Linked DNA regions of Mus musculus: regions 1, 3, 4, 5, 6 and 7 are each linked to region 2. A link is a contact called in public promoter capture Hi-C data. All regions are on one chromosome and are shown on one strand. Each heading gives the region's core, a stretch centred on a gene start, on an enhancer-like site or on the middle of the called end of the contact. The rest is flanking DNA. Distances are from core to core; before and after follow the strand shown.

What was found. Promoter capture Hi-C pulls out the DNA fragments that hold promoters and counts their contacts.
Region 1: a promoter capture Hi-C map of pre-B cells shows a contact between it and region 2, with 4 times the contacts expected there. The contact joins the promoter of Zfp513 here to the promoter of Depdc5 in region 2. A contact is called at or near these places in 11 of 39 promoter capture datasets (3T3-L1-derived adipocytes, embryonic stem cells, frontonasal cranial neural crest and 6 more), 2 of 115 datasets of contacts at active chromatin or transcription factors (astrocytes and embryonic stem cells) and 4 of 9 other capture datasets (adipose tissue, embryonic stem cells, liver and 1 more).
Region 3: a contact with region 2 is called in a promoter capture Hi-C map of liver, with 4 times the contacts expected there. The contact joins the promoter of Fam193a here to the promoter of Depdc5 in region 2. A contact is called at or near these places in 3 of 39 promoter capture datasets (liver and pre-B cells).
Region 4: a promoter capture Hi-C map of liver shows a contact between it and region 2, with 6 times the contacts expected there. The contact joins the promoter of Ift172 here to the promoter of Depdc5 in region 2. A contact is called at or near these places in 5 of 39 promoter capture datasets (the C10 cell line, hippocampal neurons, liver and 1 more), 2 of 115 datasets of contacts at active chromatin or transcription factors (astrocytes and embryonic forebrain) and 2 of 9 other capture datasets (adipose tissue and liver).
Region 5: a promoter capture Hi-C map of pre-B cells shows a contact between it and region 2, with 5 times the contacts expected there. The contact joins the promoter of Gtf3c2 here to the promoter of Depdc5 in region 2. A contact is called at or near these places in 12 of 39 promoter capture datasets (3T3-L1-derived adipocytes, the C10 cell line, the HPC-7 cell line and 7 more), 1 of 484 Hi-C or Micro-C datasets (CD4 T cells), 4 of 115 datasets of contacts at active chromatin or transcription factors (astrocytes, cardiomyocytes, embryonic forebrain and 1 more) and 4 of 9 other capture datasets (adipose tissue, embryonic stem cells, liver and 1 more).
Region 6: a contact with region 2 is called in a promoter capture Hi-C map of liver, with 5 times the contacts expected there. The contact joins the promoter of Tnip2 here to the promoter of Depdc5 in region 2. A contact is called at or near these places in 4 of 39 promoter capture datasets (liver, neutrophils and pre-B cells) and 1 of 484 Hi-C or Micro-C datasets (B cells).
Region 7: a promoter capture Hi-C map of pre-B cells shows a contact between it and region 2, with 2.9 times the contacts expected there. The contact joins the promoter of Nrbp1 here to the promoter of Depdc5 in region 2. A contact is called at or near these places in 9 of 39 promoter capture datasets (3T3-L1-derived adipocytes, the C10 cell line, cranial neural crest and 6 more), 1 of 484 Hi-C or Micro-C datasets (muscle stem cells), 3 of 115 datasets of contacts at active chromatin or transcription factors (astrocytes, pancreatic cancer cells and stem cell-derived neural progenitor cells) and 1 of 9 other capture datasets (liver).

What each region holds. Positions count from the first base shown.
Region 1 is chr5:31,200,936-31,203,748 of GRCm38.p6, reverse strand. It overlaps Zfp513 (zinc finger protein 513), which reads left to right and starts at 1,446. Exons shown (of 4, transcript NM_175311.4): 1 at 1,446-1,762; 2 at 2,011-2,166. The coding sequence starts at 1,708. Ppm1g (protein phosphatase 1G (formerly 2C), magnesium-dependent, gamma isoform) reads left to right here. Exons shown (of 10, transcript NM_008014.3): 9 at 75-177; 10 at 465-1,081. The coding sequence ends at 668.
Region 2 is chr5:32,862,428-32,865,549 of GRCm38.p6, reverse strand. It overlaps Depdc5 (DEP domain containing 5), which reads right to left and starts at 1,829. Exons shown (of 43, transcript NM_001170567.1): 1 at 1,729-1,829; 2 at 851-973. The coding sequence starts at 908.
Region 3 is chr5:34,368,514-34,371,717 of GRCm38.p6, reverse strand. Fam193a (family with sequence homology 193, member A) reads right to left here and starts at 1,785. Exons shown (of 21, transcript NM_001243123.1): 1 at 1,291-1,785. The coding sequence starts at 1,512.
Region 4 is chr5:31,289,730-31,292,575 of GRCm38.p6, reverse strand. It overlaps Ift172 (intraflagellar transport 172), which reads left to right and starts at 1,462. Exons shown (of 48, transcript NM_026298.5): 1 at 1,462-1,602. The coding sequence starts at 1,564. It overlaps Fndc4 (fibronectin type III domain containing 4), which reads left to right. Exons shown (of 7, transcript NM_022424.6): 7 at 1-334.
Region 5 is chr5:31,178,298-31,181,394 of GRCm38.p6, reverse strand. Gtf3c2 (general transcription factor IIIC, polypeptide 2, beta) reads left to right here and starts at 1,251. Exons shown (of 19, transcript NM_027901.2): 1 at 1,251-1,511.
Region 6 is chr5:34,512,526-34,515,610 of GRCm38.p6, reverse strand. It overlaps Tnip2 (TNFAIP3 interacting protein 2), which reads left to right and starts at 1,632. Exons shown (of 6, transcript NM_139064.2): 1 at 1,632-1,992. The coding sequence starts at 1,714.
Region 7 is chr5:31,239,263-31,242,340 of GRCm38.p6, reverse strand. Nrbp1 (nuclear receptor binding protein 1) reads right to left here and starts at 1,423. Exons shown (of 18, transcript NM_147201.2): 1 at 1,339-1,423.

The sequences.
Region 1 (2,813 bases), core at 197-2,696, 1.7 Mb after region 2:
GGCCTGCGTCAGTACTGATGCCTACCTGCCTCTCTTTGGTAGGATTAAAGATTGATTGTCATTTTTTGACCCAGGAATGTGATGAGCAGCCAGGAGGTTGTAGACTTTATTCAATCAAAGATCAGTCAACGTGATGAAAACGGGGAGCTTCGGTTATTGTCATCCATTGTGGAAGAGGTGAGTCTAAAGTTGGGAGGCAGGCGCCTGGTTTACACAGACACATCTCTTGAGATGTGAGCAGAGGCTGGGAGTAGAATCACTGTACACACTAGATGACTTTGATTAAAAAGGTGGCTCTTTCCTCATTTCCCTGATGTAGCCTTGGGCCTCAGAAATTCACAGGTTTCTTCTTTGTGATAACTTGCCCATTCCTTCTGTCCTGCCTTCTTGTATTAGCAAGGACAAGCCTTCTTGTGGTACTTTGGTTCAAACCCCATGGCTAAACTGCCTTAACCTTTTTGTAGCTGCTGGATCAGTGCCTGGCGCCAGACACTTCTGGGGATGGTACAGGGTGTGACAACATGACGTGCATCATCATTTGCTTCAAGCCCCGAAACACAGTAGAGCTTCAGGCAGAGAGTGGCAAGAGGAAACTGGAGGAGGCACTGTCCACGGAGGGGGCTGAAGACACCGGCAACAGTGACAAAAAGAAGGCCAAGAGGGACTAGTGGTCAACCGGACCCTGCCCATGTGGACTGTTTTCTGAGCCCTTGGACCCGAGACTGAGTTTTGTCCTTGTCCTTTAGCCTTAGCAGTGGGTATGAGGTGTGCAGGGGGCTGGGTGGCTTTCCTCAGCCCATTACAAAGAGGGCCCCCCACCCCCCCCACGCGGCAGCCTGGGAGGCTCTGCTGTCCTCTTAAGCCTCCTTACTCTCCTTGGGCTCATCGACTATCGGTTCTGTGCCTGTGCTCTGTTGTGTTGGAGGGAAGGACTGGTAGTTCTGATTTTTACTCTGTGAACACTTTATTTAAGGACATTCTTTTTTATTGGCGGCTCTGTGACCCCTAGCCGCTTGCACCCGCTCTCTGTTGTACACTTTCAAGCAACACTTTTTCAGACTAAAGGCCAAACAAAAGCTAATCGTGCTCATAGTGTCCTGCTTTACTCTCCTACCCTGGCCCCATATGTGGTGGGCGGCTGTTGCTGCATGCTTGTGTGTGTCCCGAGCCTCTGGAGAGGGGGCAGTGAATGTGGAGCAGGAGCTGGGAGTCTTAACTCCTGAGTAAGCAGCCCGCTGGAGGCCATCCTGCGCTGTTCGCCTTCAGGCACGACTTCCTAGTTCGTATATGGAGGGGGCAGGGTACCACCTTCCTGGTTGGCTGGTTGGGTTACGCGTCCAGCTTCTGATTGGTTGGCTAGCAGCGCATCACAATCACTTCCTGGTCATGCTGCGACTGCGCTCCGGTTGTACAGCCCATGAACTACGCATCCCGTGTTGCTCTGCGGTGGCGGAAGCGGAAGCGGGTACGGAGGTACCAGCTGGTCTTCGGAGGGGGGTAGGGGGCTCCATGAATGGAAGCGGCGGCGGCGGCGGGAGCGACCTGAGCTGGATTCCGGGGCCGGGGCCAGGGGCTGCCCAGGGCCCGCACCGGTGTATGGGGGCGGTTCGTGGATCCTAAGAGCAAGGACCGACGGCAGGGCCGAACTGGGAGGGGCGGGGCCGGGAGGCCTCGGGCCGGAGGCGCGTCGGGCTGGAGCCGGTCACGATGCCCCGAAGGAAGCAAAGCCATCCACAGCCCGTGAAATGCGAGGGGGTCAAAGGTCAGGGGTCAGGGGCCTTGAGCCGGGAGGAACAGGGGTGGGGTCAGTAGAGTGGGCTCAGGTCAGGGTGGAGGGGGACTCCTGAGGGTTAGGGGCGGATGATCTGGGATCTTCGCTCCTTACCAGAGTATTAAAGGAACCTGAGGGTCATCGAGTACGGGAAGTGCAGTTCACAACAGCTGGCTCCTTGGTTCGGATTATGGGTACTGCTTGGGAGGGAGATTCCACAAGCACCCTCCCCTCTTTAGTGGATACTGAAGATTCCTTCGACGAAGGTCCTGGGGCCCTGGTGTTGGAGAGCGATTTGCTACTAGGCCAAGATCTGGAGTTTGAAGAGGAAGAGGAAGAGGATGAAGGTGACGGCCACAACGACCAGCTCATGGGCTTTGAGAGAGACTCTGAAGGTGTGTTTAAGGGTCGTGGTTTAGGATTAGTGGCAATTGGTAACTCAAGCCCTTTAGAAGGCGGTGCCAGCGACCCGAACACCACTTTCTACAACCTAGAACTCCCTAAAGGTCCCTCAGCAGCATCATTTTGCTGAGGTGAAGTTCGGGTTCGGGCTAAAGGTGGTGTGAATACAGGGGTGGGTAGCCCCAGTTCTTATGCGCACCTCAAGAGGTTCATGCAAGGGAATTATGTAAATAAGCTACTCTTAAAACTCCTTTTTGACCAGTAGCAGCAGATCCTTTTTGTACTGAGGTTTCAGTTTCTATCCTTAAGTCTCTCATTTATTTTTGGGGTATTTTTTAAAGTCAGAGAAAAACCATATAAACGAATCTGCCCTTTCTGTGTAATTTGCACTACATTGTTTCCACTTCCTCTAAATTGTGCCTGCTTGAGAAGGCTTTCATTTCATAACCAGCCTTATATAAAAAGGAGCCTTACTAAACCAGAGCTTACAAAAAAGATCTTGGGATCTTTATATTTTTTTCTTGTCTCAAGAATTAACGTTGCTTCACGTCAGCCTGCACCCTACTTCAAGCTCATGATATTTTCCATTTGTTAAAAATGACATGTCAACCCTGGTGTTAGTAATTAGGCTCAGAGGTAG
Region 2 (3,122 bases), core at 580-3,079:
ACTATCTCTGTAAGACAGAGGAGCTCTGTAAGTTCAAGGCCAGTCTAGTCAGCATTGCAAACCTATAAAGGCTATAGAGTAAGAGCCCATCCAAAAAATGAAATGTAAAGTTTAAAAGGACTCATTGAGGTCTGAAGTGATTGCTCCTTGATAGTGTGCTTGCTCATAGGCACAAAGCATGGGTTCTTTATCCAGATCCACGGAGAACAACGTGGGAGCACATGCCTGAAATCCCAACACTTGGGTATGAAGGACGGAAGGAAGGGCAGTAACTCAAGATCAGCCTCCAGTGCATACTGAGTTCAAAGCCAGTATGAGCTCTAAGACTCTGTCTCAAAAACCAAACCAAACCAGCTCACTTTGTCAGTAATTCTGATTTCTGAAGTAAAGAACATTAAAAAAAAAAAAAAAAAAAAAAAACCAGGAGGAAGGACTTGGATGCAGTCCATAGAGTCCTTTTCTAGTAAACTTGTGGCCAAGCACTCACTACACAGAAGAAAAACAAAAACAAAACAAACAAAAGCAGGAGGAAAATTAACTCAGGTGTGGTAGAGTATTTCCAGATACACAGGCAGGAGGATAATGGGTTCAAAGCCAGCTTGGGCTACACAATGAGTTCTAAATGAGCCTTGGAAACATGGTAAAACCTGGATTCAAAATACAACCCAACAAACTCTGAATGTGAAGAATGCTTTTCAAAAAGATCCTGTGCTCTCATTTCCAACCATCCCTGATCTCTGATACTGCTCCACTCTTACCTGTCCAGTCTCCCTTGTGATATGGGTAATTTTTAAGGCACATCATAACTTCAGCCAACTTACACAATCCCCAAATATCAATCAATACTGACCACTGCCCCCAAAGCCCTTCTTGTGGATGACAAGTTTGTAGACCTTTGTGGTTCTCATTTTGTCTTGTGATTTCTTCAGCTGTTCCAATCTTGGAGCAGGGAAGTCATCTTGCTTTCCTGCTACTGAAACACAAATAAAAACATCGAGGATGTCAGGCTTCCTAAATTTGCTCTTTAATTTTAGACCTTGAAGGTACTGGTGGTTGTTCGGCTGAAAGGCGTGCCAACCCTTGCATTATATCGCTCCTCCAATTACCAAGAGAGACAAACAAATAGAAGTGTGCTTTAAAAATTAAAGGGAACTTGGGCTCAGATCTCGTCCATCCTCTAAAGCTATTTTCTCTACCGCATACCTAAAAGGGAGGCTTGTGGTGAGAGGGGCACTACCTTGTTTTTGTCTGCATCAGGAACACCAAAATAGTACAGGGATATTCGAAGAGGTTAGTCCATCACATAAGTAGAGGAACGTCAAAACAAGGGATTCGCCCAAGGTCACTCGAACTGTTATGCACTCCCATGACTCGCGGTCCACTAACAATGTCCTGGGGAAAAGAGAACTGAGGAAGGCTGCGGTTTCCTTGCCGACCCCTCTACTGGTACCAACTCTCAGCGGACCGTCCTGCCTCCATTTCACCGCTGCGGTCCGGGAAGCTTGGTGAGAGAAAGACTGGTCCAAGGTCACACGGGGAACTGCAAGAAGAGTCGGGCCTCGAACCTGGCTCAGGGACCCTTCCTTCAAGCCCCTCAAGTCTCAGCCCGAGGTTGGCGCTCGACTCCCCCCCCCAACCCCCCCACTTCCAGAGCCCCTGCGCGCCTCAGGCCCGGCCCGAGGCCAGATTCCGGACAGATCTCCCCAGGACCTCCTCAGGATATCCCACCTGAGCCCCCACAGTTCGCGCAGCTTCCGCACCAGGGCTCTAGGAACCAGACAGACAGCACCACCGAAGAGCGCTCACCTGAGCCCGCGCCGCTCCCGAGGCTCCGCCCCGAGTCCCCGCCCCTCGCCAGTCCCTGCTCAGCCGGCTTGGCCGCTCTAGCCCAGCCTCCGCCTCGTCTCGGTGGCCGCGCCACTTCCTCCTCCGGGGCTGCGGGGAGGTGGGGGGGGCGGGGCGGGGGGGAGGCTGGGGGCGTGGCGTTGAGTCCGACTTCAAACCGAGTTCCCGTTGGCGTTTCCCGCCACCGTCTACAGGGCTGCCCGCTTTGCATGGAAAATTTGAAAATAGAGCCACAGCCAAGACCTTCGTTTCAGAAGAGCGAAGTGATTTCGTAATAGGAGAAACTCGAGAGAGTCGACTCTTACCTCGCGGAGCTGTTTCCATGTGTTTGACGAAGTTAATAACTAAACCTGGTCCAGAGGGCTATTGAGAAGTGCAAAAGTCTCTGCGGGTGGTGGCTCCCCCTCCTAATCCAGGTTCTGTAGAGACAAGAGTGCTGAACATTCCCTAGAGTTCTTGGGCTATGTAGCAAGAAAACGGGGGTGTGTATAATTCATGAGCGAGTTACTAACTTATTGAAAACTGTTAAATATAATTAAGAAGTACAAGTTAATGATAAGTACAAATGTAACATGTACAGAGACAAGCTTGGAAGGAGAAACCAATTTACATTACCCATTATATACTCTTTTGTTGTCAAAATTAAACCTAATGTACATAAGTCAAAACAAGTGTACAGTAAACTTAAAGTTTGTTTGATTAAAAAAAATATTCAAAACATTGAATGCCCGAGTACAATGGGTTAAATCTACAATAGGCTCGCATGGCAGAAGGCCCAGTAGTTTCCTTAGATGGGGCATAAATCATCCAACCAGAGTAAATTGCGTGGTGGCACACGCCTTTAATCCCAGCACTCAGGAGGCAGAGGCAGGCGGATTTCTGAGTTCGAGGACAGCCTGGTCTACAAAGTGAGTTCCAGAACAGCCAGGGCTACACAGAGAAACCCTATCTCAGAAAACCAAAAAAAAAAAAAAAAAAAAAAAAAACCAAAAAAACAAAAACAAAACAAAACTGTAAGTTGTGTGTTAGCCTCATTACAGAGTAAGGATTCATGGGAAGAAGAACCTGCTAGAAGGCCTGACCTGTTCCCACCTTGTAGGCCAAAACAAACAAACAAAGCCAAAAACCTCCTTATCTAAAGATGAATTATTCCTCATGTCTCAAAAAATGGAGGTGGGAAAGGTAGATTCTCTTGTCCATTGGAGGATCTCAGAGTCTGCACCACATCCTAAATGACTTAAAGAGCAGAGACAAATAGCAAGATGCTATCTATACAC
Region 3 (3,204 bases), core at 536-3,035, 1.5 Mb before region 2:
GACTGGGAATCCTTTTATGAAACTTTTTTGTGTATGATTGTTTTTAATGGTGGGTGATGGCCCAAACTCTTGATGCATAATAGTTCAACACAAACAATTCTGTCAAAATTATGCATAATCTGAGTTTGAAGAGCTACAAAAAGCAAGTTATTTCAGGTAATTCTATGTTATGTTGCAATTACTCAATCCTACCTAGCACGAGGTATGAGGAGTAAGGCTCCTTGTTAGCAGCTGGTCTTCACTGTACATACAGAAATGGATGTACTTCACTTCCAGCTCCAGCAACCACTATTACCCTTTCTATAAAGCTTTCGAACAGGCCAACCTCCCACCTTCCCCTTCCAGCAAAAGCAAAGGCGACCCACAAAGTCCCAAAATGAAAAATCACAACCTCATTTTAAACTAGAGCTGTCCAGAGTCAAGAAAAAGGCCAAACTCTGGAAACTCAAACCCAAGGACAAACCCCAGATGCTAAACAAATGTAACAATACTCCGCGAAGAAAGCTCCCAAAGTTGCACCAAAACTGCAGAGAACACCGGGAACAAATAAGGAAAACTTAAGTATTTATCCATTACTGTACTTTCTTGCAACAACATGAGCATCAAAACCCATGCCCATCCCCAACAATTTTCTCAACTGCTCTCAATACATACTGTGCCAACACAATATTCCGAATCTCATTAAAAAAAAAAAAAATCTGCCTCATGACTTGGCACACAAATACCCCTTAAAGCTTTGGTTTCTTCACTGTGGATGTCTTTTTAAAAGAAGATAACTTGTTTTAGCAACCTTACAAGAACGCAACTTGAGAGAAACCCATAATCATTCGGTGGCCAATCCAATCTATAGAACCGATTATGCCAACTGCATCCCACGTACCAGCACTATCTTCTGAAACAGAATAAAAGAGACAGCGGTCCATCCACAGCATGCCTGCGTAAGTAAACCTGAAAAAATAGTTACCCCAACCCTTGCGACTATCCTCAGCTGACACTCCTGAGGAAAGAGACCCCGGCGGCTCCCGAGAGCTTACAGCAGCAGGCACAGAGGGCAAGACAGCCGCGCCCGTGGTGCGCCAGGCGGTACCCAGAAACTTCTAGGGGGCACTTTTCAAGGCCACAGTCGGTGTGCCTCGGGGGTCCCGCCGGCGCCGCCCTCCCTCCGCCGCGCTCGCGCCCGGGAGGAGCTGTCAGCTAGGCAGGCGCCGGCCCGTTATCCGCCGGCCGCGCCCGCCCGGCCGCTCGTGAGGGGGCGGCGGCCGCTCCCGCCCGCGGACCCCTGCTGCTTACCTCGAAGTAGCCTCCGGCGGCACCGCCCGCACCCGCGCCCAGAGGCCCGTGGGCCGCCGCGCCGCCCAGCAGGCCCGCCGCGCCGGGGCCCGGGGCCTGGGGGCCGCGCAGGGCCGCCGCCGAGCCGGCCTTGCCGCCCGAGCCGCCGCCACCCGAGCCACCGCCGCCGCCGCGCTTGTTCTTCCGGCGCTTGGCTCCGCGCTTAGCGTCGGCCGGGCTCATGGCGGGAGTGAGGGACGGAGGACGGCGGGCGGGGAAGGGGCGCGGGCGGGCGCCGGGCCGCGGGCGGCGGCGGCAGCGGCGGGCAGGCGGAGGCGGCGGCGGGCGCTGCGGCCGGCCGGGCGGGGGGCGCGGCGCGGGGTCTCCTCCCGGGCTGGGAGGGCGGGGCGGACGGGATCTGAGGGGCAGCTGCTGGCGAGAGCGACGCGAGTCCACCGGGCCCGGTGCCGCCGCTGACCAGAGTTAAGAGTCCAATATGGCGGACACAAGGGGAAAGGGATCCCAGTTTACGTCGGGGGAGGGGGGAAGCAGCGGCAGGGGGAGGGGCGCGGGCGGCCGCCCCCCGCACTCCGCCCTCCCGGGCGGCGCGCCCCTGGCCTGGGACCCCGCCCCCGACGCCACGCGCGAGGCATGCCGGGAGCTGTAGTTCCAGCCGCCCGCGGCTCCGCCCGGGCGTGTGGGGCGGGACCACGACTCCCGTAGGGCCACGCGCAGTTAGTCGTGCGGGGAGAGGGTGTGCCTAGGGTGACGTCCGGCGCCGCGTGGCCCTGTGGAATCTGTAGTCCGCGCACGGACGGAGCTGGAGGCGGGCGGGGTCCAAGAGGGTCTCGCAGTTCCAACTCTGGCGGTCTCTCAGTTCCTTTAGTACAGCCTCCTGCCAAAGACCCAAGCTCTTGCCCTGCTCGTAGTGGGCCCTGCTGACTTTGGCCCAGTCCAGGTTCGAGCGTGCCCCTTTCACCTGTCGCTGTGTGACCTTGGCCTATGCCAGGGCCAGTGGAAAGAGGGCCGGCATCCGCCGACTGGTAATTCACTGCATCTGCGCTGACAAGGCCTGCAGTAAGCAGGAGCCTGCCTCACTCCTTCCTCGCTTCTCTTTAAAGTCTCCATACTTAAAGGAGCGCTTCCTCAGGCCATCGCCCATGCTATTCATCACTTTCCATTCACCACATACCAGGAGGACTTTAGTTCAGGACAGAAGTCTGGACCACTACCTAGAAACCTTGTTCCTTGGCGCCCTGCTTATCGCCTATAGGTACAAGGACCCAAACCAAAGGTTTCCCGCAGTTCATACCTATTTTTGATTCCATCAGTGGAACCAAGTGCTATCTGTTGAGATTAGCATTGCGACATACAGACATGCGCTCCTGAACCATCTCCTATTACCTCCTAGTTAGTCATTCTGGCCCAATTCAGCAATTCTGACCCATTTTTCACCCCAAACCTGAGCAGCCCAATGTGATGAACCCCGTTTCAATGACTAACTTCCCAATAGAATGAAGGTCCCTCACCCAAACAGGTCTTGGATAGCTCTGATATTAAAGTGTAGTAGGATGCCAGGCTAAATCTCCCTCAGTACTCCATAGGTGGGCAGTGTCAGGACCGCCCCTTCCCTCCATTTCATCTAAGGAGTCCAGTTGAATGCCTCCCTACTTCCATAACCACTTTGCTTTCTTCTGTTCTTGGCACATTGGCATGGAGTTGAAATTTTTAAGTGTCATTAGTATCCTAGAGGGCACAGGATATAGAAGTGCTTGCCTCCACCATAATCCCAACCCCTTGCAGGCACAGGGCTGGGCATGCAGCACTCCAGTAATTGCTAGGTGAATGAATGACCATTTGTCCAGCAGTGCAGTCATTCTCTGTCAAATCTCCATTCACACATACACTCTCCTGAGAGGTGCTATTAGTCATAGT
Region 4 (2,846 bases), core at 213-2,712, 1.6 Mb after region 2:
TACTAAGCAAATATTCTACTGTTGCGCTATATAACCAATCCCTTCCCTGCACTTTTGACTCCAGCACTCACTTTGGGGAAATGGTCAGAAGGGCTGAGCTGTCTTAGGAGCTGACAGGAGAGCAGCCACCACTAATGTGCCCTTGGTGCCATGTGTTCTCACCCCGGGCACACCAGTGCCTCGTCTTTGTTTTCTTTTTCATCTATGTCTTTGTTCATTCAAAGTTAATAATAATTGTAATCCATAAATGAGTTTATATTTATACTCTAACATATCCAGAGGATTCTAGAAATAAAGCTGAGGGGTTTGGATGCCCCTATCAAAAAAAGTATAATTTGAGTTCTGGGACCTATTTGTTACCTGTGAAAAAAGGGAATCTGTCCCCTTCTGATTCTTAATTTTCTAGAGGGATGTGGTGGCAGGAAGAGAAATACTCGTTACCATTGGCAACTGCAGTGCGCTCAAGGCTTTGGGCCCAGCATTTGCCTGGGGGGCATATGCTATGCTTTTAGGGGGGGATAGGGCTTGCCCACCTTGGGTCATTTAGAGAAGGCCTATGACTAACGTTTCTGCATTTCATTCTGTCTCTTGATCTTTTGGGAGAAACAAGAACAAAAATTATTGAAAGGATCCCAAAGAAGATGGTATCTTTTTTTGCTTAACTAATCACAACCACAGGTGTCATGCAGCTCTAAACTAGGAGGGGAACCAAGCTCTGGTCTGCCTCCTGCACTGTCCCATAGAGACATCTGGGTTTCAGGAATCTGCCTTGAACTCAATGACCAAACAGGGTGCCTTTTCTTTCCCTAGCCAGTGCTTCCAATATATCCACCATATCCTGGATAATTTCCTGAGACTGTGTTTCAGAGTAGAGAAGTTGGGCATGGAGACAATGAGTTGAGGAGAGTTGAGCCTTCTTACGGGAATTAAAAGGTTATTAGCTGTGGGTTAAATGCCGGTTCCACCCTTTACAAGCTGTTTTAACTTTGGCGAGTAACTCCTTTAATCTGCCTCCTGTTGGGTAAAATGGGTCTGTACCGCTGCTGAATTCAAACACAGTGCCAAGTATATCCTTGAGCTTTCACTGTTATCTGTCAGTATTGAGTGGCCTCCCGCAAGTCACCTAAGTTTTGGGATGACGTGAAGATTTCAGCTCCGCGAATTGTCTTTTGCCTCTCGTAGCACCTGCCTTGCTCTCCTCCAGAGTTTAAGCAACTAAAGCACATCTGGCCGGGTAGGACAATAAGAAAACGTAAGGATATGGTGACGTAGAATCCGGAGAGGACCGAAGACTTGTGGGCGGAGGTTTGCGTTAGGTTTGCATGCAGCCACAGGATTGGTCGCGGAGAGAATTCCACAACCCCTCTTATGGGCCCGCCTTAGGACTCACTGCGCTTGCGCACGTCCTGTTCGCTCCGTCGCGAACCCACTACGTGACCTTATGACGTATGTCGCACTCACGTTGCCTGTGCGTCAGCGGTTAGCGCCGCCGATGCTTGGCGGGTTGTCCAGGTAACCACGGGAGTTGTCTCGGTCAGTGAGCATCCGAGACCGGTGTACGTCATGCAGTTGAAGCACCTGAGGACCCTGCTGAGCCCTCAGGTGAGGAATCGCATGCCTCTTCCATTCCCAGGCCACCAGGCGTTCAAAAAAAAAAAAAAAAAAAAAAGTAAGGGAACATAAGTTCATACTTTTTGAGCGTCTACTTTGTTCAGAAGACCGTGAAAGCTCTTTCAGCAGGCGACATGCATCACTAACGACTCTAAGCTTTCTTTGCATGACATTACATCAGTTGAGTGCCAGGCCCCAAGCTTAGGCTCTCCGGGATCACCCGCATTACGCGTCAAGGCTCTTTTTGGAAGGAGAGGCGCATATATAGTCAACCTTCATAAGTCTACACAGGATGAAATGAGCACTTTAGATATAAACCCTAAAAAAAGGTAGAGCAGAAGCTGAACCCTCTTTTGGATTGTGAAAGTGTGTCTCCTCAGAAGCAGAAGAGGCTGGGTGGGCGCTGGAGGAGGAGCCCAGAGACATAAACGAAGATTATGTTTGGTTTGGGCGTGAAGAGGACAGAGTCTCTGTCTTAGCTTAGCTCCAACACTGACTTGACCAAATGGTATTTCTGGCTTTAACCATCACCATACGCAATCATTCTATCACTAGCTTCTTCATCTGGTAAAGAAAAGGCGCAGGGAGAGCAACTGTAAGCGACTTAGGAGAATGTTAAATAAAGTTCTACACAGAACAGAATCTTATAAGCCTTGGTAGCCCAGGCTAGTAATCTCAGCAATTGTGGAGGTAGGAGGATCAGGAATGCAAGGCCATTCTTAGCTACGTGGAGAGTTCAAGGCCAGCCTGGGCTACTTGAGACTCTTAGGAGAGGGGGTAGGGGAAGGGAGAGAAGGGAAGGAAAGGGGAGGGGAGAAAAGGGGAGGGGGAAGGGGAAAAGGGAGAGAGGAGGGAAGGGAAGGGGAGGGTAGGAGAGAGAGAGGGGGGAGGGGAGAGGAAGAGGAAGAGGAAAGGCCTGTGAGCTGGCTCACTGGCTAAGGTACTTGCCACTAAGCCTGACCTCCTGAGTTTGAGCCCTGTGACCCACACAGTGGAAGGAAAGAGCCAGCTTGTGCAAGTTGTCCCACCCCACTCAAAATGTAAGGAAAAAGTTTTAAAGAGCATAAGAAAACTGGAAAGCCATAAGAAGGATGATTGACAAGAGAGAAAGGCATTCCAAAGTGAAAGGACAGGCTAACACAACACAGATAAGAAGGTTGGCTATGGGGGAAATGACTCATCACCAGCGTGGGAAACTGAGTTCAGATCTCCAGCATCCTCTTCAGAGCCAGGTG
Region 5 (3,097 bases), core at 2-2,501, 1.7 Mb after region 2:
CCTGAGATCAATTCCCAGCAACCACGTGGTGGCTCACAACCATCCGTAATGATTCTGGTGAGTCTGAAGTCAGCTACAGTGTACTTAGATATAATAATAAATCTTAAAAAAGAAAGAAAAGAGCTTTCACTTGTTGTATCTTAAACTTTGAGAATCTTTTTCCAAAATCAAAGTTATTTTAAAAAAATTTTTTTGTGTGATAAAACCAAAGAGAACTTAACCAGAGGCAGGATTTTAAGAGATGTTGTTCATCAAAGCACTAAATCTGTTACTCCCTATAAAATGTTTAGGAGCTATTATCTAAAAGAGGAAGACAGCCATTCAAAATGCTGTCATTTGAGCATAAGAGGATGTCGGAGAACTGGGTGTTCTCTTTCTTTCCTTTCAGATTTTGGCTAAATCCCTTTTTCCTTTTTTAATTGGTAGGATACAGGATTACCCTGGTAGAACCTGAATTCCTGAGCTCAAGAGATCTTCCTGCTTCAGCCTTGAGTACCTAGTCTGGGAGTTGACGTGCCCCATTGTTTTCTCCCTTTCTCATTTTTCTGAGACATGGTCTAATATAGTACAGGCTGATTTCCAATTTCCAAGTAGTCATGGATCACGTTGAACTGCTAATCCTCCTGACTCCATCTCCGGAGTGCTGGGATTATAAGCGTGCACCATTACTCTTTGTAAAGATTTAACCAAGGGAATAATTGAACAAGACTATTTAGAAAGGGGAAAGCTGCCATATTTCACCTCTTCCGGTTCATTTTAATTCGCCCTCCTCCTGGGTAAAGGCAGATCTGTGAAAGCTACATGGTTTTAAAAGGCTGAAAACCTTGTTGCTCGGAGGCCACTTCCCAGTGAGGGAGTGGCGTGAGGCCTGGGTTGATGCTCTCTTTAAAAGCGCAGCCTACCCACCCAGGCTAGGCTCCCCCCGCTCTTTTCTTCCCTTGGCCTCTTTCCAAGCCCTCCTCTTTATTTTCTTCCTGTCTTGGCTCATTCACTGGCAGCAGAAAATCAGGAGATCTCTGGGGGCGAGGGATTGTCTCCTAGTCCGTCGAAGCTCGGGACTGTAGTTAAGAATCAGGTGTGGTCAGGCTCTTTTCTCCACAAAGCCAGCAACCTGGGTGGAAAGGCAGGTCGGAACGCTCGGCGACAGCAGAAGCGCGACACTTTCCTCTTCAATGCTTTTCCACAAGGCTGCTGGTGGAGCTGCGGTGCCGCGCAGGCGCCGACCTCCCCTTCCGGTCGCTGAAATTCCCAGAAGGCCCTGCAGTGTCCTAGGGCCGCGGAAGCCACGCTCCAGCTCGCGGGCGTCGGAGGGCTCAGTGCCGCGCCGCGCTGCATTATGGAACACAGAGTTTAAAAGAAAGCTCGGCAGGAAACGCGTTCCAGACCAAGCTTGCGTTTACCTTGTCTCGGGGGCGGGGCAAGGAAGAGCCGATCAAGATTTCGTCATAAAACCGCGACCCGACAGGCGGCGCCATCTTCGAACTTGGACTTCCGGAAGGACTTTGGCGCGGGTGAGTGTACCGCAACGGGGTGTGCGGGGGACCCAAAATTACTCCTCCCATTCTTTTGCCGTAGCGCTAAGGCAATGGGAACCGATTCCCGATTCCCGTCTTACTCCCGCGCAAGACAGCGCGCCTCCTAGCCTTTGCGCTTCTCCCGAGAACCGTCGAGCTCTCTCCTCCGTCCCCACTGGGGCCACTGAGCATCCCCCATCTCTGCCAGCCGGTCTTACCTTCTTCCCCAATTCGGTGTATGTAGCGCGGTAAACTGGACTCAGGTTTCTGCACTGCTTACGTTGAACTCGTTACGTTGGGCCTTCGGACTTGGGTGAACCTGCAGTTATCTTAAGGCTTAGGGAAATCAGGGCTCGCCTGGGGCTCGAAAGCTGCCCCCACGGCCAGGATTGGGGAATGGCAGGTGGTGGTGTCTCTGTCTGATTGCAGTCAGTCCTCTTGTGCTCATTCCCTCTTACTGTGTCTCAGCCTTTTCCTCCAAGTGGCTCTAACCCCGGGGGTTGTGCCCCGCGCGCTGCAACCCCATTGGCGCAGCCAAGGGCCAGTTATGTTTCCTTATACTGGTCCTTTTATCCCGCGGCAAGTTTGCCGTCTTTTGGACAAGACAGAGATGGCGACTTCACCCCCACAGGAGGTAATTCACTTTTCTGGGCAGGTTTAGGACATAACCAGGTCTTTTTGCCCTTGGAGGTACATTGATTGTTACATAAATTCAAATTAACCTTTGCTTACGTTACCTTTTACCGCTTACCGCTATCAACTGCAGTGCCATTTTTCCTAATAGTTTTAAGTTGTTCTATTCAGATTTACACTCTTTAGTTTCTAGCAGTATCAACTGAAAACGTGAGTTGCAGGTTTTTGTACAAATAATATGTTTGTTTTTGGACCAGTAAAATTATCTGATAAATCACCAGTTGCATGATAGGAATACTTTGGGAACCAGTGTATTAAACAGTGTATGTGAAGTGAGTCCGTGTTTAAGATGAAGTATTATCTAATTGTTTTTCTTTTGCCAAAGTAGTCAGGTTAGCAACCTGAAGCAGCAAGGAAATCAGACAGTATGGGATATAAAAATCCTAGTTAGAATTTACTGAACATTTCTTCCTTTACTGTTTAAAATTTGTATTGTCAGATCCTAAATAGGAATTCTACCATTCACTGCCACTGCCTTTTACTAGAAGTGAATTTTTTCTTTTTTTTTTTTGTATTTTTTTTATTACGTATTTTCCTCAATTACATTTCCAATGCTATCCCAAAAGTCCCCCACACCCTCCCTCAGAAGTGAATTTTTAAAAGGATTTTTTTTTTGTATGTTGAGTCACTCACTGAAAAAAGTTATATACTGATTCATGCATCGAGTTCGAATAGTGTAGTAAACCAGGAAGGCAAGATCTTACAAACTTACTTAACTTACTTTCTTATCTTTATCTTACAAACTTTCTCTTTTGGTTTTTCAAGACAGGGTTTCTTGTGTAGCCCTGGCTGTCCTGGAACTCATTCTGTAGACCAGGCTGGCCTCGAACTCAGAAATCTGCCTGCCTCTGCCTCTCAAGTTCTGGGATTAAAGGCATGCGCTACCACCA
Region 6 (3,085 bases), core at 383-2,882, 1.7 Mb before region 2:
GCTGGGGATTAAAAGCACGTGCTACCACTGCCTTCCAAGAGTAGACCTTTTTAGAGGATGGTTATCTCAATTATGTGCAACTACATAAAATCAAAGCTTTTGAACTCCAAACACATGTGGCCCAGAAGCATTTGAATAAATGTCTTTGTTGTTTGATTCATATTTTGCACTTCACAACCAGGCTCAAAAGCACTTGAGTGGTCTACTAGGCTACACACAGGAATAGTAGTGAAGAGTTAAAGCCACATATCAGCTCTGGGCCAGGGTTCTTCTGTGTGATATCCACTCCCACACCCACTTCCCCTTCATCCCACAACTGCCTCAGTCAATCAAGATGACCCTGCATGACCATAGCAATGACTGTGCTGGACAATCATTTAATCATGGAAGTTTGGATGAGAACAGCTCCCATAGACTCATGTTTGGATACTTGGTCCCCAGTTGGTGACTCATGTAAGGTTAGAAAGGATTTCAAAGTATGGCCTGTTGGAAGAGCTGTGCCATTATGGGCAGAGAGATTCTGAGGTTTCAGCTTGCCCTCTGCTTCCTGATTTGTAATCAAGATGTGAGCTATCAGCTTTAAACATCTGACCCTTTATCCCAAGTAATGCTTCTTCTATACGCTGCCTTGGTCCTGGCATTTTGTCACACTAATAGAAAAGAAATACGCACTCATTCTCTAGTTCCACAACACCCCTACCAGGTAGGGAAGGAAGCAACTGTGACCCATCTTTTCTGAGCAGAAGTTTTGGGCTGGAAGGGCTAAGAAGGAACTGAACATAAGTGAGCCAGGTCTGTGACTCCCAGTATCCATCCCATACATTCTTGGCGAGGTCTGGCTTTGCTTATAGTTTTATACTTGCAAGTGAGTGTGTTCCTGCAGGCTCAACCAGAGCTTGCCTGTGAGCAGACAGGGTATTGAGAGTAGAAGACTGAGCAGAAAAGGAGACACACATCCTCACATAGGGAGGGGACCTCCATGAGATCTTAGCAATGAGCCATTGAAAGATTCTCACGGAGGAGAGACTTCCCAGTGGAAAAACAGTGTTCATATGGAAACTGTGGGAAGGAAAGGGTGGGCACCCTCTTGTCTTCTGCTAGAACAGCTTCTAGCGCTAAGGCCATCCTAACGCGAATTTAGGGGCATGCTGGGGTTTGGTGGCTGGCTCTGGGCTCCATCATGTACTCTGGATGGGAACACCTTTCTGGGTCAGTGTCCCTCTATGAAGAAACGCATGTCAAGTCCCGGAAGAGGAAGGAGCCCAGCCAATGAAACCTGACCACACTCTACGTCCCATGTTTGAAGTCCTTTGATTTATTTGCTTTTCTTCAGCTGCTGTACCAGAGGATACCTAACCCCAAACCCTGGTCGCAGATGGGGTCTGACTCCAGGAAAATTCCTCAGACGCAGGGAATAGAGCAGACAGCACCTAGAATGGAGCTGGTGTGTCAAGAGAAAGTGAGATCATAGAGTAGGAGGGACCAGCTGTGGGAGGGGACGGAGTCAGACTCCCGGCAGTGGGAGAGGCGGAGCCAGCTGTAGGCGGGGCGGAGTCAGACTCCGGGCCATGGACGAGGCGGAGCCAGCTGTGGGCGGGGGCGGATTAGGCTCTGGGAGTGGGCGGGGCGGGAAACGTTCCGGGAAGGCTGGTTTTCGCTCCCCCTGTGTGGAGAAGTTGGAGACGCCCAAGTCCCCACGGAAGGCCTACAGCCATGTCGTCTGGGGACCCAAGGTCTGGTAGACAGGACGGGGCCCCGCGTGCGGCCGCAGCGCTCTGTGGCCTGTACCACGAGGCCGGCCAGCAACTACAGCGCCTGAAGGATCAGCTGGCCGCGCGTGACGCCCTCATCGCGAGCCTCCGCACCCGCCTCGCGGCTCTGGAAGGGCACACGGCGCCGTCACTCGTGGACGCACTTCTGGATCAGGTGGAGCGCTTCCGTGAGCAGCTGCGACGACAGGAGGAAGGCGCTTCGGAGACCCAGCTGCGGCAGGTGCGGGGCGGGCGGGAGCTGCTGCGCAAGGCGGCCTGGGGAACTTGTTGGAGCGAGTGACGTGGAGTCCAGAGATGCGCGAGGTCTTGAGGGTCGCGAGGATATGAAGCTCGAGGTGCGGGTCTGAAGAGCTCGAGGTCTGAGCATAGTGGTTTAGGGGTGCGCTGGGGTTTGAAAGGAGCTGGGTTATGAGGGATACGAGATCCTGAGACTAGTGGGTCCTGAGGTTTCAGGGTCTGAAGGGCGTGGGGATCAGAGGCGCAGGTAATCCTGTTGGATTAGGGTCTGAAGGTAAGAGTCTGGGTAGTTCAGGGTATTGAGCAGTTCGGGATTCATTCGTAGGCTCAGGGGATATGCCAGAGGTGAGCAGGAGTCTCTGGGGCTCGGGGTTCTGGTGAGCAACAGGGTGGTAGGGGTGTGACTGTTTGAGGAGTACCAAGTCCTGACGTCCTGCTGAGGTTATGAGCACTTCTGAGGGACTTGTAATAGAGGTTAATTTGGGACAGACCCCCTGGGTCTCTCGACTTTGAGGGGTACTGCTGTGGGAAACTTACTCATGAAGTTTTGTGGGGGACAGGGTTCTGCGGAATGTGAGGGATCCTGGAGTGCAGGGATCTTGTGGGGCATAATGTTCTGAGGTAGCCTCGAACACGTGGTTCTGTTGGTAGTAAGCTTCTCCAATATGTACTCATATTATTAGTAATATTATTATATTAGTCCCAAAGGGGTGTGTAGCTGTTTTAATCACTGCCTTATTTGCGTTAAAGAGATACCATGACTAAGGCAACTCTTATAAAAGAAAGTATTTAATTGAGGGCTGGCTTACAGTTTCAGAGGGTCAGTCCATTATCATCATGGTGGGGAGTATGGTAGCTTGCAGGCAAGCTTGGTGCTGGAGAAGTAGCTGAGAGCTACATCCTGATCCACTGGCAGAGAGACGTCCACTAGGCCTGGTGCGGGCTTTTGAAACCTCAAAGCCCATCCCTAGTGACACAGTTCCTCCAACAAGGCCACATGTCCTATTCCTTCTCAAATTGTGCTACTATCTGATGATGAAAAAATGCAAATATATGAACCTGTGGGGGCATTCTCA
Region 7 (3,078 bases), core at 174-2,673, 1.6 Mb after region 2:
CACTACGGGACGGGGGCGGGGGAGGGGAAATCTGGTAGGATACTTCCCCACTTTAATTTCTAAGGAAAGTCCTTGAAAGCCTCCTCAGTCTGCCAAGACAGCTATTAGTTGCGTGCATGTCTTAATAAACCACTAAAAAAGATGAGTTAAGGATCACTTTTTCCTCCGTCCCCTATCAAAGAGCTAAGAAAATAATAAAGTCTGTTTCAGCTACATTCGCAGAATGTGCATCCAATCTGAACGGATAAGTGAAAGTCTAGCGAGATACAGAATATACTCTGGAACGTCAAAGCCCATGGAATCTAAAACTACAGGACCAAGGAAACAGGCAGCCCCTCCACGGGGCACTTAGAGAAAAGATGAACTGTCATCAGAGACAAACATCCAGAAAGCACATTGCCCTCCCAATCATGTCCCAGAAGGTAAAATAAGAGCAGTGCCTAAAGATCTCCAAGCACTCCCGCAAGAGATGCAGAAACGTGTGCAACACTGGGGGTTCTGCCTCAGAGCTGCTGGCAGTTTTAACAGGGATCACTGTGGAAAAGCTCATTTGCATCGGTGAGGGTATCTCCTCGAAGCCTCTAGCTACCCTGAGGACGCATAGTACATTCACTACAGGGCATTGTCTGTCATCTCGCAAAGTTGTTCTCCCGGCTTCCATTATTAGTTGAAAGCCCTCTGCACATCACCCCGCATAGCTCGCAGCCACAGGCCGCTCTGAGGAAACCCAGAAAGCCTCTGAGGTCAACAGAACTGCTCAGTCGGAGAGAATGCAAGCTCGGAGGGAGGAGGCCCTCAGCTTGTCAACACTCCAACAGGTCGCCCGGCCAGTATCTGGAAGGAAGCGGCGGCGGACAGACAGTGGCCGGCCAGGAGACCGAGCACCACAGCCACCTCATCAAAGGCCAGCCCTGCCCCGCCGTCAGGCCGCAGACCACGCCCCCGCGCTCGGCGCGCCGCCCCGCGAGCAGGCCCGGCCCGGACGCCGCGCTTCCTTCCGCAGGCCCTCGGGCCCGGGCCCCCGCCCCGCCCCCGCCCGCGCCGCCTGCCCCGCCTCTCGCGGCCAGAGTTCCAAGAGAACGCCGGGGCCCCCCGACCCGCGCCCGCAGAATTCCGGGCCGCCGCGGCCACGCCGGAGACACCAGGAGGGCGGGCGGCGCCCTGGGGCCAAGGTGGCCCCTCAGCTGCGACGGGCCGGGCTAGGTCGGGCCTGACTCCCGAGAAAGCAGGGCCGCCCGACAGCACCCGCCGGCCGCGTCCTGCCGGCCCGCGGCTCGGGGTCATCCTGCCGCCCTTCCGCGAGCCCCTCCCTCCAGGGCCTCTTTCTCCGGAGCTCACCTCCCGACTCCGCGCCCGCAGCCTGCGCTTCAGCTCCAGCTCGGGTTCCGGGGCCTCGGATCCCAGCGACTCCCTCACAGCTGCGCTCCGCAGCGCAACCGAACTGCGGGCCCCGCCCTCGCGGCGTCCGGACCAACAGTGGGCGGTGCCGCACCGCCGCCAGGTTTCCATTGGACAGGGCAGCGGGGGGCGGTTCCCACAGACCGAGGCTCTCAAGGCAGTCTACTGCCGGGTCTCCTCCCCTTGCGGGGTTCCGGCAGACTGCCTGCCAGCGTTGTCTTCTTGTCTCTCTGTCCATCCTCCTCCCAGTCGAGGTGCCCCCAAGTAATTCTGCCGGACGAAAGGAAGGCCTTCTCTCTCTTCTTGAAAGCGCCATGACAGTCCTAATCCTCTAAGAAGACAAAAGGAACGGAAGACGCAGCCTTTCAATCTGAGGAACGAACCCACCCACATTCCCCATTTGGGAAAGAGACAGTGCACTGGTCATCAAATTTTCAGAAAGCTTTTTTTTAATCGCTTAACATGAAAACTAATAGTTGCTGATTTGCATAACATTATTTACCCAGACATAACCTGATTCGACCCACATAAGGGAGAACTCATTGAAGTTATCCAATGATAGTTGGCAAATTCGAAAAAGAAACAAAACAAAACAAAAAAAAAAAGTTACTCAAATTTAAGTTGACATGAGTCCAAAATAGAATCCGAAGTAAGAAGATCCATCAAAACTGTCTTTGAAAAGGTATTATTTGGAAAGAGTTTACATTGTCTGTGAGTGTAAAGAATTACAATAGATTCTGGGTAAGCCATTGATCTTAGAAAGTTAAAGGCAGAATTTAAGAGATGTATAATACCATTATACATGTATTATCAAGGAAGAAGGATGAATCATCTGAATCTGAGAATGTCACAATCACCAATTTTACTCTCCTTAAAGGGACTAGTTAATCCTAGTTCACGGGTTCACACAGAAATCCTATAGAGACTCATTTTTTTCTCATCTCTTCACTTTAAAATGCTTGCTTTAAAAACTGAAATTTCAACAAGCATGCCAGAGAGATCTCTGTGAATTCAAGGCCAACCAGGGCTACATAGTCTCAAAAACAAACTTTTTTTTTCACCCAGCATAGTAATGCATACCTGTAATCCTATCACTCAGTAGGCTAATGCCGTGAGTTCAAGGTCAGCATAAGCAATAGAGCAACAACACTGTGTCAAGACAAAATAGAATTCTGATGTTGGATTAAAAGATGCACTTACCTAAAATGTATAGCACACCATTTCAAAGTTTGTTCTAGTCTCAGAAGGGTGCTCATCCTCTCCAGATTAGCCTTTCTGCCAAAGCCATTGTAACTCCTGAGCCATGGCAAGCATTCATGACATATCTGTTCATGCTACTTTAGTTCCTATTATTTTCTGTCAGTACTATTTCAAATGTGCACAGAGGATCTTTTGGCAACCTCATTTTCAGTTATTTTCTCATGTATACCTAAAATGACCAACTGCTGCCTACATTTTTACCACCTCACTTATGTTTCCTGATTACAAAAGTAATAAATACTAGCCAGATGATGGTTGTGCATGCCTTTAACCCCAACACTCCGGAGGCAGAGGCTGGTGGATATCTGTGCACTTATAGCCAGCCCGGTCTACAGAACAAGTTCTAGGACAGCCAGGGCTACAAAGAGAAATCCTGACTTGGAAAACCAAAAGCAAACAAAAAATAATGAATGCTTATTA